Linked DNA regions of Danio rerio: region 1 is linked to region 2. Evidence: chromatin contacts called from public Hi-C data. All regions are on one chromosome and are shown on one strand. The core of a region is the stretch at or near the end of the contact, and the rest is flanking DNA. Distances in the headings are between cores, read along the strand shown.

Region 1 (6,298 bases), core at 2,792-5,291, 440 kb before region 2:
GTCGCGATCAAACTATTATAGTCATGTAAGACTTTTTGCCATATTTTCCGTCACTGACGTCACTTTCTGTCAGACTGCACACACACACACTGCGAAATTTTTTCTTTACATTCGGCGTGCGTTATTAAATTCAATAACACTCTCACCAGTCCTTACTCCTTATTTGCTTCAGTTATCCCAGTTTGTCATGGGGCATGAATGAAATGTTCATGAGTAAAAGTGAAGCTGCCGAACTGCACTTAAAGTCATTCAAAATTACAGAAAACTCTTACATGAAAGCACTTCACGTAAACACCTTATATTTTTGTATATAATAATAGTTATATTATTGTCTATTAAGGCAAATAACTAGATTGCAGATGTCCATGTAAACGTAGTGAGTAGAGTCTTTGAAGTAAGTGAAAGATCCAAAAGGGCATCCTGCTGATTTGATTTAGAAGGGCACTTTTTTGTCAGACGACTCACGGGTTTGACTTTCAATCACTTATTCACAATTCAGTCATTTAATTTAAAATGTTTTGTCATTCATTTTTAATGTTTTGGAAAACATTTAAAAGAAAGATGTTTTAAAAAACATTTTTAAAATGTTTTACTCGACTGCATAAAACTCTACATGTGCTTGATAGTTAGATGTGGAGCTAACATTAATCAGATTCCCTCTAGTGAACTGCATACATGTAGCATGTTTGGTGTGGTTATTTCACAGTACGTATACACACAGGTTCGAAGACTCGTTCTCGCCACCTACAGTGTAACCTTTACGCACAGGGAAACCTTTATGCACAGACATCAATTAGCCTAAAAATAATTAATTTGGTTTGTTAAGCGCAAATATTTGTTTCAAAAATATTTCTAAATTCAGTAAGCGACTCTGCGCAGGTGTTTAGACCGGGTTTGTTTTGAAAAATCTATTATAGTTTCTCAAAATAGCAACGCGCCAGCAGTGCGCCTCAGAACGCCTTCCTTTTTAAACCAGAACGTCTATGGCCGCACAGATGAGCACAAATGGATCTGCTATTTAAACAACGTGGTGCAAAACGACACTTGCGCCAAGCTGAAACTAGCAAATAACATTTGCGCCGTGCCTTGCGCCGCATTGCGCCGGGTGTATGATAGGGCCCTAGATCTGTAGTGTCTGCTTTTTGCTGGCTGTATGTGGGCGGAGTAATACAGAAAGGGTAAAGAGGCTGTACGGGTGCTGATATTACTTAAATATATCACGGCTATCGAGAACCAGACCGAACTGTTTATATATATATATATATATATATATATATATATATATATATATATATATATATATATATATATATATATATATATATATAAATATATATATATATATATATATACACTATAACCTATATAAACTATATAAATAAACCATATATAAAAAATAAACCAAACCTTTGAATTGTTTTCTTCTCTTTTAAAGATGATGTTTTACAGAGTAAGGAAATTTTCACAGTATGTCTGACAATATTTTTTCTTTTGAAAAAAAGTCTTATCTGTTTCATTTCAGCTAGAATAAAAGCAGTTTTCAATTTTTTAAACACCATTTTTAGGACAAAATTATTAGCTATATTTTTTCTCGACTGTCTACAGAACAAACCACTGTAATACAATAACTTGCCTAATTACCCTAACCTGCCTAGTTAACCTAGTTAACCATTAAATTACTATTAAACTATTAAATGTCACTTTAAGCTGTAGAGAAGTGTCTTGAAAAATATCTAGTAAAATTATTTACAGTCATAATAATCCATTATTAGTTGTTAATTCTATTATGTTTAGAAATGTGTTGAAAAAAAAATCTTCTTTCCTTTTAAACAGAAATTGGGAAAAAAAAATAAACAAGCTGTCTTATAATTCAGGGGGGCAGTGTATATATATATATATAATATCACTGTTGAAAACCTTTGGGCGTCTTCATATTTTTTGGTGAAAACTAATATAGTATTATTAAATATTTATTTGTTTTATATTTATCAGGGACAGTTTAAAGAGTGAAACTACAAACCATCACAGGAACAAATAAATTGATATCACAATTCAGGTTGACAAACAGGGCTGAATTCCCCCTCAGGATTCAGCACTCTGTATGTAGATCAATTCGATATGCTGCTGTCAGTGTGTTAGTACTGTGTTAGTCTCATTGACGTCAGTTCTGTTGTCTGTTTTTCTTTTTTTTTCTTTTCTTAGATTAATCCTGTTGCTGATACACAGTCTACTGACCCTCAGGTGGTTGAAGTGGGACGTGTTGTTTTCTCCACAACGGTAAGAATTCTCAACAATCTGGTTAATGAAATTTAGTCAATGCACTAGGGGGCAGTATAGACTGACTAATATTGATCCTTTGCTGAACAGTGTGCTGTAACTTGCATTATCTGCCAGGATTTAGTTCACATTTGTTTTTGCATACTGTGGTTTTGTTATTCAGTTAGTTTTTTTGTCATCTTCAAAGATCTGTCACTTTAATGGATATGGTTTAAAAATCTAAGAATGAAGTGAATGTCTGTCTTGTGGCCAAGACACCAAAATACTCTATAACTTTTTAAATCTCTGTGATAATATAATTTGTCAAGCGATTTCAAATATTTTTATGTTCAGTACCTTTAAATTCATGCATTTTTATTTCACTTTAGGAAATTCCAATTTGGATTGTGTAATCTATTTAATAAATTTATTAAATTATTTCACGTACAGTTAGCAAATTGTATTGAGTGTTTAAACAACATTTATAAAATATATATATACAGTGCTCAGCATAATTGAATACACCTCATTTTGAAAATGAATATTTTTATCCTTTTCTCAGTGAATATTGGCTATGTATTTTGTTGCATTTAAAATAATTTAGTTTCCAAACATATTTAGAAATTGAAAGATAATGGCATTAAATTCAAGCAACATATTACAAACTACAACTACAAATTACAACCTACTATTTTTTTTTCTTCTCTTGATTTTTTTCTTTTTAAAAATTGTATTTAATATATTTCTATAACAAATCATTTTGGACCGTTATTGTTCATTTTTTTGTTAGATAAGCTCCAGATTTGGCTTCAGTACTGACTAATCTAACCTATATGCACAACTATAATATTGTATAGCTTTCTATTAAAAGTATGATTTTAAAAATAATAGATACTTATATATGCTGAGCACTGTGTATATATAGTGAATGTACAATTTTCACTCGCATTGCAATGTTTTTATTTATTTCGCTTAATTGATCTTATGCAACAATTAGTTTGTCATGTAAGATGAAATCTATAAATATCATTTTAAAATTTATGTAAATTTTAAATTTTAGTGTTTCACTCAAATGTCTATTTTAATTAATCATAAAACCTTAATTTATATTTAATTGGCTTTACTTTTACTGCAGTATACTACTATCATTTTTTATTTTTATATTATTTAATGTAATTTTTAACTTATCTACTAAATACTATAAACAAAGGTTTTGTATATTTTTAATCATACTACAGTATAATATGATTATATAATGTGGGATTACATAATAATAATAAAAATAAAATGAATATAATTAATTATAAAAATGTAAAATAAAAGCATTTGTGCTAGTGGCATCACATTTATTCACCCCCTGTAATAATAGAAAACAAGGCACACAAATGACAAGTTAAATATTCAGCCCGTGGTTGTTTGTGCACCAGACAGCTCTCCAAGCCTTTCTTATTTGTCACATGCCACCTTCTGATCCAAAATATGTAAATGTCCTCATGGTTCCGTGCAAAATGCTGTGCTTTCTGCTTTACAAGCGGATTGAGGAAATGCTATGAGACGCACACAACAGACTGTGGCTTCCTCGCGTGTTTACAGGAAGCCTTTTTCTCTTGCCCCCTTTTTTTTTTTTTTTTTTTTTTTTTTTTTTTTTTTTTTTTTTTGGAGCGCTCTGATTCTGGCTGTGTAGAGCAGCTCGAGCGTGAAAGCAAAAACACACCGAGCACACACACGTGCCCAAAGCTGGACTCTGATGTGACCTCACTTTGCCGCTGGAGCCATAGACTAATAATAGACTGCAGCTCTTTCTCCCTCACTACCTCCCTCGCTCTTCCATTTGTCCCTTTTGTCTGTACACACTGTACTGCATAGAGAAAACAAGTGTCCGGTTTGGATGCCTGCACGATTATTGACTAGTACTGCCAGTAAAGTCACTGGATGTGTGTTAACTAGTTGTTGATCACGCGATTGTGCCGTGTGACTGTGTTGTGCTTTTTGATGTAGGTGCCCTGCATTTATGTTTTATGAATCCTGATTCAGTTTAGACTCGCATTTAGTTTTGGTCAGTTCATTTTGATTTGATATGGATTAATTTAGGTTGTATTGAAAGCATAAGGATTTTTATGGTTGGTTACCATGGTGATTTCAATAGGCATAGGCCAGTGTAAGTTTCTGACTGTATCATAACCTTGGATAAAAATATCAACATATTGTGGTTACTGTTTTTAAAATAAGTTCTTTTTTTAAATGTCTGTCTGGATTTAAAAAAAACAACTCCCCTATTGAACACAATATGTTTTATTTTAGGAAACATCAAAATATTTTGGATCAGTAAACATGTCAGGCTAAATAATAAAAATAAATCATTGATTTCTGATATCCTCGTTGGTTCCAAAAACACAGACAACACCTAAAAAACACAAAATAAAAACCTTCCCTTAGCTGCAGAATAACAGAAAATTTTAGCGGTTTTAAAACCTTGACTTTTCCAAACCGCGTTAAACCTTGAGACTGGTTATCATCCCATGCCTAGATTTTATTTGATTCGCATTTAGCTCTGATTTTACGTTTATTTTGGTTTGATCCTTATTCATACGGGTGTGTTTCAGTTGTAATGTAAAGATATCACTCCGCTGCTACTCCGTTTGCACTGGCTGCCAGTTGCTGCTCGCATCAAATTCAAAGCTCTGATGTTTGCCTACAAAGTGACTTCTGGCCTTGCTCCTTCTTATCTGCTCTCGCTTCTGCAGATCTATGTGCCCTCCAGAAACTTGCGTTCTGTGAATGAATGTCGCCTCGTGGTTCCATCCCAAAGGGGGAAGAAATCACTTTCGCGAACGCTCACACTCAATCTGCCCAGTTGGTGGAATGAACTCCCTAACTGCATCAGAACAGCAGAGTCACTCGCTACTTTCAAGAAACGACTTAAAACTCAACTATTTAGTCTCCACTACACTTCCTAATCTGTAATTGCCTCTCTGAATATCACACTAACTGTACAAAAAAAAAAAAAAAAAAACTAATACTACTAATACTTCCCTTCTTAGACTTTACAGACCTGAAACTTGCTTATAGCACTTATTCATTGTTGCTCTTGGTTGTGTAAATTGCTTCCTTGTCCTCATTTGTAAGTCGCTTTGGATAAAAGCGTCTGCTAAATGACTAAATGTAAATGTAAATGTAAATATGAAAAGCCTTTTCTCACTTTCATTTTGTCTCTCATTAACACGTTTGAGTCCCATCCGGGAATTACGTTTTTTTCTTATTATTTAGTTCTTATTTCTAAATTTTTCTTTCAGTTATAGTTCAGTTTGGGTCTATTTCAGTTGGAATCAAAAAATACTAAAGCAATTCTCACGTTCAAATTTTTGAAGGTCGATTTTGTTTCTGACTGTCAAACATATGATTTGATTTCACTTTTAGTATAATTTCAGTTAATTTCATTTGTGTGTTTGTCAGTTATAATCAAAATATAAAAACAATTTGCCATCATTCATGGTTTTTGCCGTCACATGTTGATTCACAAGCTTTAAATTCAGTTGTTCTTTTAAGACACTTTAAAATCATTTTTTATTTATTTTTTTTAACAATCTTCTCACATCCATGATTTTATTAGTGCCAAATTGACTTTGGATGATATTTCATTTAGAGATTTATGTATTTGTTTATTCATTCAATTATACATTTTTTTGCTTGGTCCCTTTATTAACCTATGCTCACCACAGCGAAATGAACCGCCAACTTATCCAGCATATATTTTTACGCAGTGGATGCCCTTCCAGCTGCAACCCATCTCTGGGAAACATCCACACACTCATACACTACGGACAATTTAGCCTACCCAATTCACTTGTACTGCATGTCTTTGGACTGTGGGGGAAACCGTAGCACCCGGAGGAAACCTACATGAACGTGGGGAGAACATGCAAACTCCACAAAGAAACGCCAACTGACCCAGCCGGTGCTCGAACCAGTGACCTTCTTTGCTTCTAGGCGACAACACTACCTACTGCGCCACCACATCGCTGTATTTTTTTATGTATTTGTT
Region 2 (7,204 bases), core at 3,220-5,719:
TTCCAACGCCAATCAGATACACCTGGGCTAGCTAATCAAGGTCTTACAAGGCTTTCTAGATACATCCTTTCAAGAATGTTGAGGCAAGTTGGAGCTAAATGGACACCGGCCCTCCAGGACCAATCTCGTCCCATCGACGGCCCACACTCACATGACATTCGCGCCTGGGCAAGCTTACATCATCGAGCAGAAAAACAAAATATCGCAATATTAGCTCATTAGTCGTCAGTCTGAGTGCTTGCTACGTAAGGGTAGGCATGGGACAATAACCGTTTTCAACCGCGGTTTGGAAAAGTCAAGGTTTTAAAACCACCAAAATTTTCTGTAATACCGTTTCTAAGTTATGTGTAATATTTTTTATTTACACTTTTTTTCTTTTTAGGACAACAGTATCTCAAGCAGAAAATATATCCAAAGATGCCGTATTAAATTGTAAAGAAGTCTGTGTTTTTGAAACTAATGAAGACAGAAGAGGTCAATGATTCATTTGAATTATTTACCCTGACTTGTTTACTGCACCAAAATATTTAAAAAGTTTGTCAAAATAAAAGATATTGCTTTCAAAGGGGAAAAAAGTTTTTTACCCAGACATTTAAAAAGAATATATTTTATCACAATGCCGTGAAACCGTGATATTTTTATCCAAGGTTATCATACCATCAGAATCTAGCTCAAACTAAACGTAAAACCCAAAACAAATTTGTGCAAGTAAGGCATAAACCAGTACTTTACAACCACAACAACTAAGGCAGATAACAAGGCCGTATACTCAGATTCATAGCAGCCGCATTTCCACTATTATGCCTAAACTAACCGAACTAAAGAGTCAGGTACCATTCCAGCTGAGCCTAGATCAATTACAAAGCGTACTCGGCTTGGAATTCTAGGCTTGGTTAGACAACTGTGCACTGTAGCCTGGTTGTCAGCTTCTCCATAAATGACTAGGCGGAATTACATATCGTTATTTGTTTTTTGTTGTACAACAAAGTAAAGTAAGAAATAAAGATTCCCCAAAACCGAAATATCTAATCCTCATCCATATCAGTGTTTGTATTACATTCCAGAGAGCTCAATTTTATCAGCACCACAGTGGAAAATGAAACCCTATCTGTGCTGACTGGTAAGGATTGGCTCGGAATGGAAGAGTAAAACAAACAAAACCATTTGGTCCGATGTCGGAAAAATGGCCTGCCCTGGTATGCATTACACGGTGTTTCTCCTCAGTTTTTCATCTTTTTAACAATATTGTCATATGTTAGCAACATTTTCAAAATGCCCAAGAAAAACATTATAGTACATCAATGTCTTGTATAAGCATGGGACGATAACCGGTTTTAAGGTTTACTGTGGTTTGTAAAGGTCAAGGTTTAAATTCTTTGTTATACCACTCCTAAGGCATATGTAAGGGTTTTTTTATGTATTTTTTATTTGTTGTAAAGAAATCTGTTTTTGAAAATAATGAAGAAAGCAGAGGTCATGATTTATTTTAATTATTTAACCTGGCATGTTTACTGTACCAAAATATTATAAATGTTTCCTAAAATAAAATAAATTGTTTCAATGGGATTTTTTTAAACCCAGACATTTAAAAATAACTTATTCTAGAGCAGTAATCACAATATCGCAATATCGTAAAACCATGGGATTTTATATGACTAGTCATGTGACCACCAAAATAGGCAAATCATGATCATTACTCAGTAGATGATGACAACTAACTGTTAAAAAATGCATTTGTTTCATAGAGTAATAAAATAAGTGAATTCTTTATGATTGAGTCATTGAATCCTTTATTTAAACTTAATTAGTAAAATAAATGGTCGTATTTTAAAGACATTCATTCATTCATTCATTTTCTTGTCGGCTTAGTCCCTTTATTATTCCGGGGTCGCCACAGCGGAATGAACCGCCAACTTATCCAGCAAGTTTTTAAACAGCGGATGCCCTTCAAGCAGCAACCACTCTCACACTCATACACTATGGACAATTTAGCCTACCCAATTCACCTGTACCGCATGTCTTTGGACTGTGGGGGAAACCGGAGCAAACGGAGGAAACCCACGCGAACGCAGGGAGAACATACAAACTCCACACAGAAACGCTAACAGGGCCGAGGCTCGAACCAGCGACCTTTTTGCTGTGAGGCAACAGCACTACCTACTGCGCCACTGCTTTGCCCATTTTTAAGATATGGTGCTGGAAAAAGAAAATTAATGCAGTGCTTATTGTTAGGTCTGACCGCCTGAGACCAACTTTATATCATATATCAGGCAGTGGACCTCATTGATTTTTAAAGATAATGATTTTGTTAATGCAAACAGTTCACCAGAAGAGCTTGACCCAGGTTACTGCAAAAGAAAAGCCTTTTGCATAATTCTGTATAGCATATTTGAAAAAAAGTCTATGGATAAAATATGCTTACTTTACCAAGTTTCTCATATGCCATTCCAAACTGTATAATAACGTAATTACTTGATAATGTCTATTATCAGTAGGAAATTGTTGATTGGTTAGTTAGAAAAACAAATTCTTCAGTTCTTCATTCTTTCATTTATTTTCCTTCAAATTAGTCCCTTATTTATCAGGATTTGCCACTGTGGAATGAACCACCAACTATAGTGGCATATGTTTCACGCAGTGGATGCCCTTCCAGCTGCAACCAATCACTGGGAAACACCCATACACTCTCACATTCACTACGGCCAATTAAGTTCATTCATATCACCTATAGTGCATGTCTTAAAGTTAAAAAGAGGTAAAGTTGGTTTTACATTCGCACATTCAGTCAGTGACAGGTTGTGGTATGCTCCCTATATTGTTTACCATGGTATTTTGAATATTGGGTCTGAAATCACATGTTAGTATGTAGGCATGGGACGATAACTGTGTTCAAGGTATGCAGCGGTTTGGAAAAGTCAAGGTTTTAAAACAGTTAAAAACAGTTCGTTTTTAGGGACAATAGTGTTCTTTTTAGTGTTTTTGAAATAAATGAAGACAGCAGAAGTCTAAAATTCGTTTAAATTATTTAGCCTCACGTTTACTGCTCCAAAATACTTTAAATGTTTCTCAAATGAAAATATATAGTGTACAAAGGGGAAAATGTTTTGTTTTTTACCCAGACATTTAAAAAGAATATATTTTAGAGCAATAATCTCCATACCGCGACACCGCAAAACTGTGATATTTATATCCAAGGTTATCATACCGTCAGAATCTTATACCAGCCCATGCCTATTAATATGACTTCAAAACAACATCAGACCTATTTAACTGTGACTGTGAACCATGTTGTACTTTGATTGTCATTAGATGTTAAATTAATTTTAAAATTTAGAGTTTGCGAAAAATGATTTTGTGAAATTAAATTACTAAGGAGAGAGTAAGCACCGGAGCACCCGGAGGAAACCCACACCAACACGGGGAGAACATGCAACTCCACACAGAAATGCCAACTAGCCCAGCTGGGACTCGAACCAGCGACCTTCTTGCTGTGAAGCAACAGTGTTCAATTATATTATTTATGTTTAATACATTTTCACTATTTAAGGTTCCTGTAATTTTGATGTGGTTTTATCATTGTGATTGGTTTTGTTTATTTTACATAAAGCTGAAAGAAAATGTTAGAACCTCTAAATGAAAACTAGAATTGATACAGGTAAATGTATTTTTTGTTAAATTATCAAAATGACTACAATTTACTTGAAGCATACTAATGAAGTAACTAATTGAAACATAAAGAAATACTATAACAGTGTTTAGATAATACTAAAACAATAATGAGAAGTAAATGTACTTTGTGAATGTTTTAGACCAGATCGGACATATAAATAAATAAACATACATACAAATACATAATCGTCAATCTTTCAATATTTCATTCATTTCGATGACCTTTTCCATCCCTGGAAAACCTTTTAAAAGCCTCAGAAATTGTATATAACCTTTCTAAAACAAGTTTATATTAGAATACTGCATTACGTCCTTAAGCAGCTACGAAATGCAGCAATAAAAGAGCAGATTAATCGCAGTAATAATGGGATAATCTGTGTGGACTGAGCGGAGCAGAGAGGGCGCAGCCTCACAGATCATATGCTATCAGTTAGCATTTGTTTTACATTCAGATCAATCGATTAATTAACACATTACAGTCAGAAAATAAAACATCGACACAACAACCAAGCGTAAAAAATAAGCTACATTTTAGTGAAAATAAAAAGACAACTGGACACATAAAAGACTGCTGGGTTTAAAGAACAAACATAACTTCAGCTGTGCTTTTAGCATTCACTGGTTTCAGTCATTTCACAATATCTTCTCTGTCAGCAGTCATCGCTAGGATGTAATTAAAGCAACTCACCTTGTCATGTCTGGGGAAAAGCTAAATGAAAAGAGAATATGTTTGTTTATGTTGACTAAAGCAGCAAGTTCGATCCACGGCATTGAATTAACAGAGTCCAACAACTGCTTCCGGGTCAAAATGCCTGGCACAACAAAAGTAGGGAATTACAGAGTAGCCGTTCGCGGATTTTGTGTTTCTGTAATGCCATTTCAAATAACGTATAGACACAGATAGATATATGGTTTTAGTTGTGATTCCCTTATAATGAATGGACCGCGTATAAAGGAAATATTTTTTTTAAAAAGAATCCAAACAGAGACAATTTTACGACGTTACGTTTTACGACTGTTTTCCTTGTTGCCTAGCAGCAGCGGGAGCGCAAGAGGAACCCAAGATGGCTTAATAAGGTCTGAAAACGTTATTTTCAGTGTCTTTAGTTTCACAAATATGTGTAAAAGTTGACATTAAGACGTGTTCAAATTTAGGTTTATGCTAACGAACAAAACCAACCCAAATACGAGCAATTGCATGCATTTCTAATTATCGACATTGTGAGAACTAACTAACGTTATATGTCTGGCTAATATATTTAGCATGGCGTTTTGTCGTGTATTTATTATTCTGCTATGACTCTTTTGTGCTGTGACGGTATATGGTGTTGTTTTCAATGAGAAGTCCGTGTGAAGAAATAAACTACATTCGTTTTGCATGTTGTCTGTAGGTAGAAAAAGACTGGCAATCTCAGCATCAGTTGTTCAGTTCAGCTCTGGGGGACATTTGCAGCTGACCTGAAGAATGCCTGCGGCCGCAGACTGGCGGCTCCTCATGGGAATGGATCCAGAGGATCTGGGGGATGAGGATGAGAAGATCTGTGATTTGATTTTAATGGTAATCTGACACGTTTGAGGCACACTAATTGTGAGGAGTGTAGCTAGATGTTACAACAATCTGCAACTACAATACAACAATCTGGAGTTGCAATTATTAAAGAAACACTTATATATATATATATATATATATATATATATATATATATATATATATATATATATATATATATATATTTTTTTTTTTTTTTTTTTTTTTTTTTATATTTTTTTTTTAATGATCACACACACAATATGTGATCATTAAAAAATGTATTTTAGACTCAACATTCTTGAATAGAATTATGGTTGTGTAAATTAGTGTTTCTGAAACACATTCCTGTGGGACCACCATCATTGCATGTTTTGGGTGTCACACTCATAACAGATAGAGGTAAAGTTGGTTTTATATTTGGATATTGAGACATTCTCATTAGTAATATAATTTAGATAACTTCTTTGCAAATTTTTAATAGAGAAATCTTATTAGCAGCAAATAACTATCAAAGTACAGCATTGTTCACAGTGAATTAGATAGTGTTAATGTTGATTAGGAGTCATACGAATATTCAAAGTAACATGGTAAACAATTTAGGGACTTCTAAATGAACGAATGTGCGAAAAGAAAACCAACTTTACCTCTATCCATTACAGGCCTTTCAGTCTACTAATGAGCTAATGATTTGAATTTGGTGTGTTTGGTTAAGAAAACATGGAAAATGTGCAAGGCTGGTGGTCCTCTTGGAACGTGGTTGAGAAACACTGGTGTATATAACTCATTCTGATATCACCCAATATGTTTTTAGTACAGTGGAGGGTAAGATAAACATAATTAGTAAGGACAAATTACATATTTTTTCTATTTTGTTAAACCGTTGTTTACTGAATAAATTGCATCTGTTAATCAGTTATAACTGCAATTTATTTTTCACAAAATATAAATATGTTGTAAACTATACTGGGAGCTTTATTACTTACACATTTCTATCATTTTAAACGCTACAATTAACAACAGGACTCAGACTGTGCAAAATAAATTAAATTATATGCAATAGTTAAAATGGCACTTTAGACAGTTTTTTCATTTATACATATTTATTTACACATACTATATATATTGGATATATACTTGATCAAAAGAGATTTGGTGTATGTTTTTATATTTATATATTTGTTTGTGTTTTCTGGTTTTATTTTTTTAGTAAATAAATGATAAAATTATATTTAACTACTAGTAATACAAACTATTTAGTGTGAATATGTGAAGTTACAAACTTAATGCTCAGTTATTGTGTGTGTTTGTGGTTGCATGTTCAAAAAAATATTTATTGTTTATTCTTTCAAGCCAAACCACAGAGCATCTCCAGCCTCAGGTCTTGCTTTCAGGCTAACATCCGCTTATCGGAATGTTTAAGGAAGAAAACATTCTTCTTGCAAATTTGTCTGATAATAAATTTCTTTTGCATACAGGTCAAACCACGGGACCTAAAAGCAGATGATTCTGAGAAAATGATTCAACTCTTTAGGATCTCACAAACCCTTCTGAGGGTAGGGCTGATTCATCATTTACGCAATGTTTGCAGCACTGCGTACAGTAGTTATGTAGTAGTTAACATTTACCAGATTTCTTTTAATTATGTTGTATGGTCATTGAATTATCATGAGCATTTGTTGTTATGAATCAGTTAATGTTATTATTTATGTTTGGGTTTTTAGATGAAACTGGATGAAATTAAATGTGCCTATGAGGTTGTAGACAGCGCAGGGGCAGAACAAGCAAGAATTGGTATGTATAATCATTGCTAGGTTTTAAGCATCTCCAGAACAAATCACAGCATGTGAAAACGCAGCATGGAAAACGCAAAAAAAAAAAGAAAGTAGTGATTTCCAAATTTGCTTTGACTTGTATTTCATTGCAGACAATATAAACACAAAATATTTCATGTTTTGTCAGGTCAATTTCAATTTCATTTAAATATGCATCCCTTCCTGTCATTCA

The links. A called contact is a pair of places that touch in the nucleus more often than the background predicts.
Region 1: a Hi-C map of hematopoietic stem cells shows a contact between it and region 2, with 4 times the contacts expected there. The contact joins the enhancer-like site here to the promoter of tmtc3 in region 2. A contact is called at or near these places in 1 of 18 Hi-C or Micro-C datasets (hematopoietic stem cells) and 1 of 4 datasets of contacts at active chromatin or transcription factors (embryo).

Annotation. Positions count from the first base shown.
Region 1 is chr25:19,418,719-19,425,016 of GRCz12tu, reverse strand. poc1b (POC1 centriolar protein B) reads left to right here. Exons shown (of 12, transcript NM_200118.1): 10 at 2,203-2,277. Among named protein-coding and RNA genes, the nearest start is that of poc1b, 9.2 kb to the left of the region's middle. Within about 2 kb of position 4,041, at least 33 of the 62 cell types and tissues checked have an H3K27ac peak or open chromatin away from gene starts, as enhancers often do.
Region 2 is chr25:18,973,828-18,981,031 of GRCz12tu, reverse strand. It overlaps tmtc3 (transmembrane O-mannosyltransferase targeting cadherins 3), which reads right to left and starts at 4,469. Exons shown (of 14, transcript XM_001922451.9): 1 at 4,358-4,469. cep290 (centrosomal protein 290) reads left to right here and starts at 5,135. Exons shown (of 52, transcript NM_001168267.1): 1 at 5,135-5,227; 2 at 6,676-6,753; 3 at 6,922-6,991. The coding sequence starts at 5,135.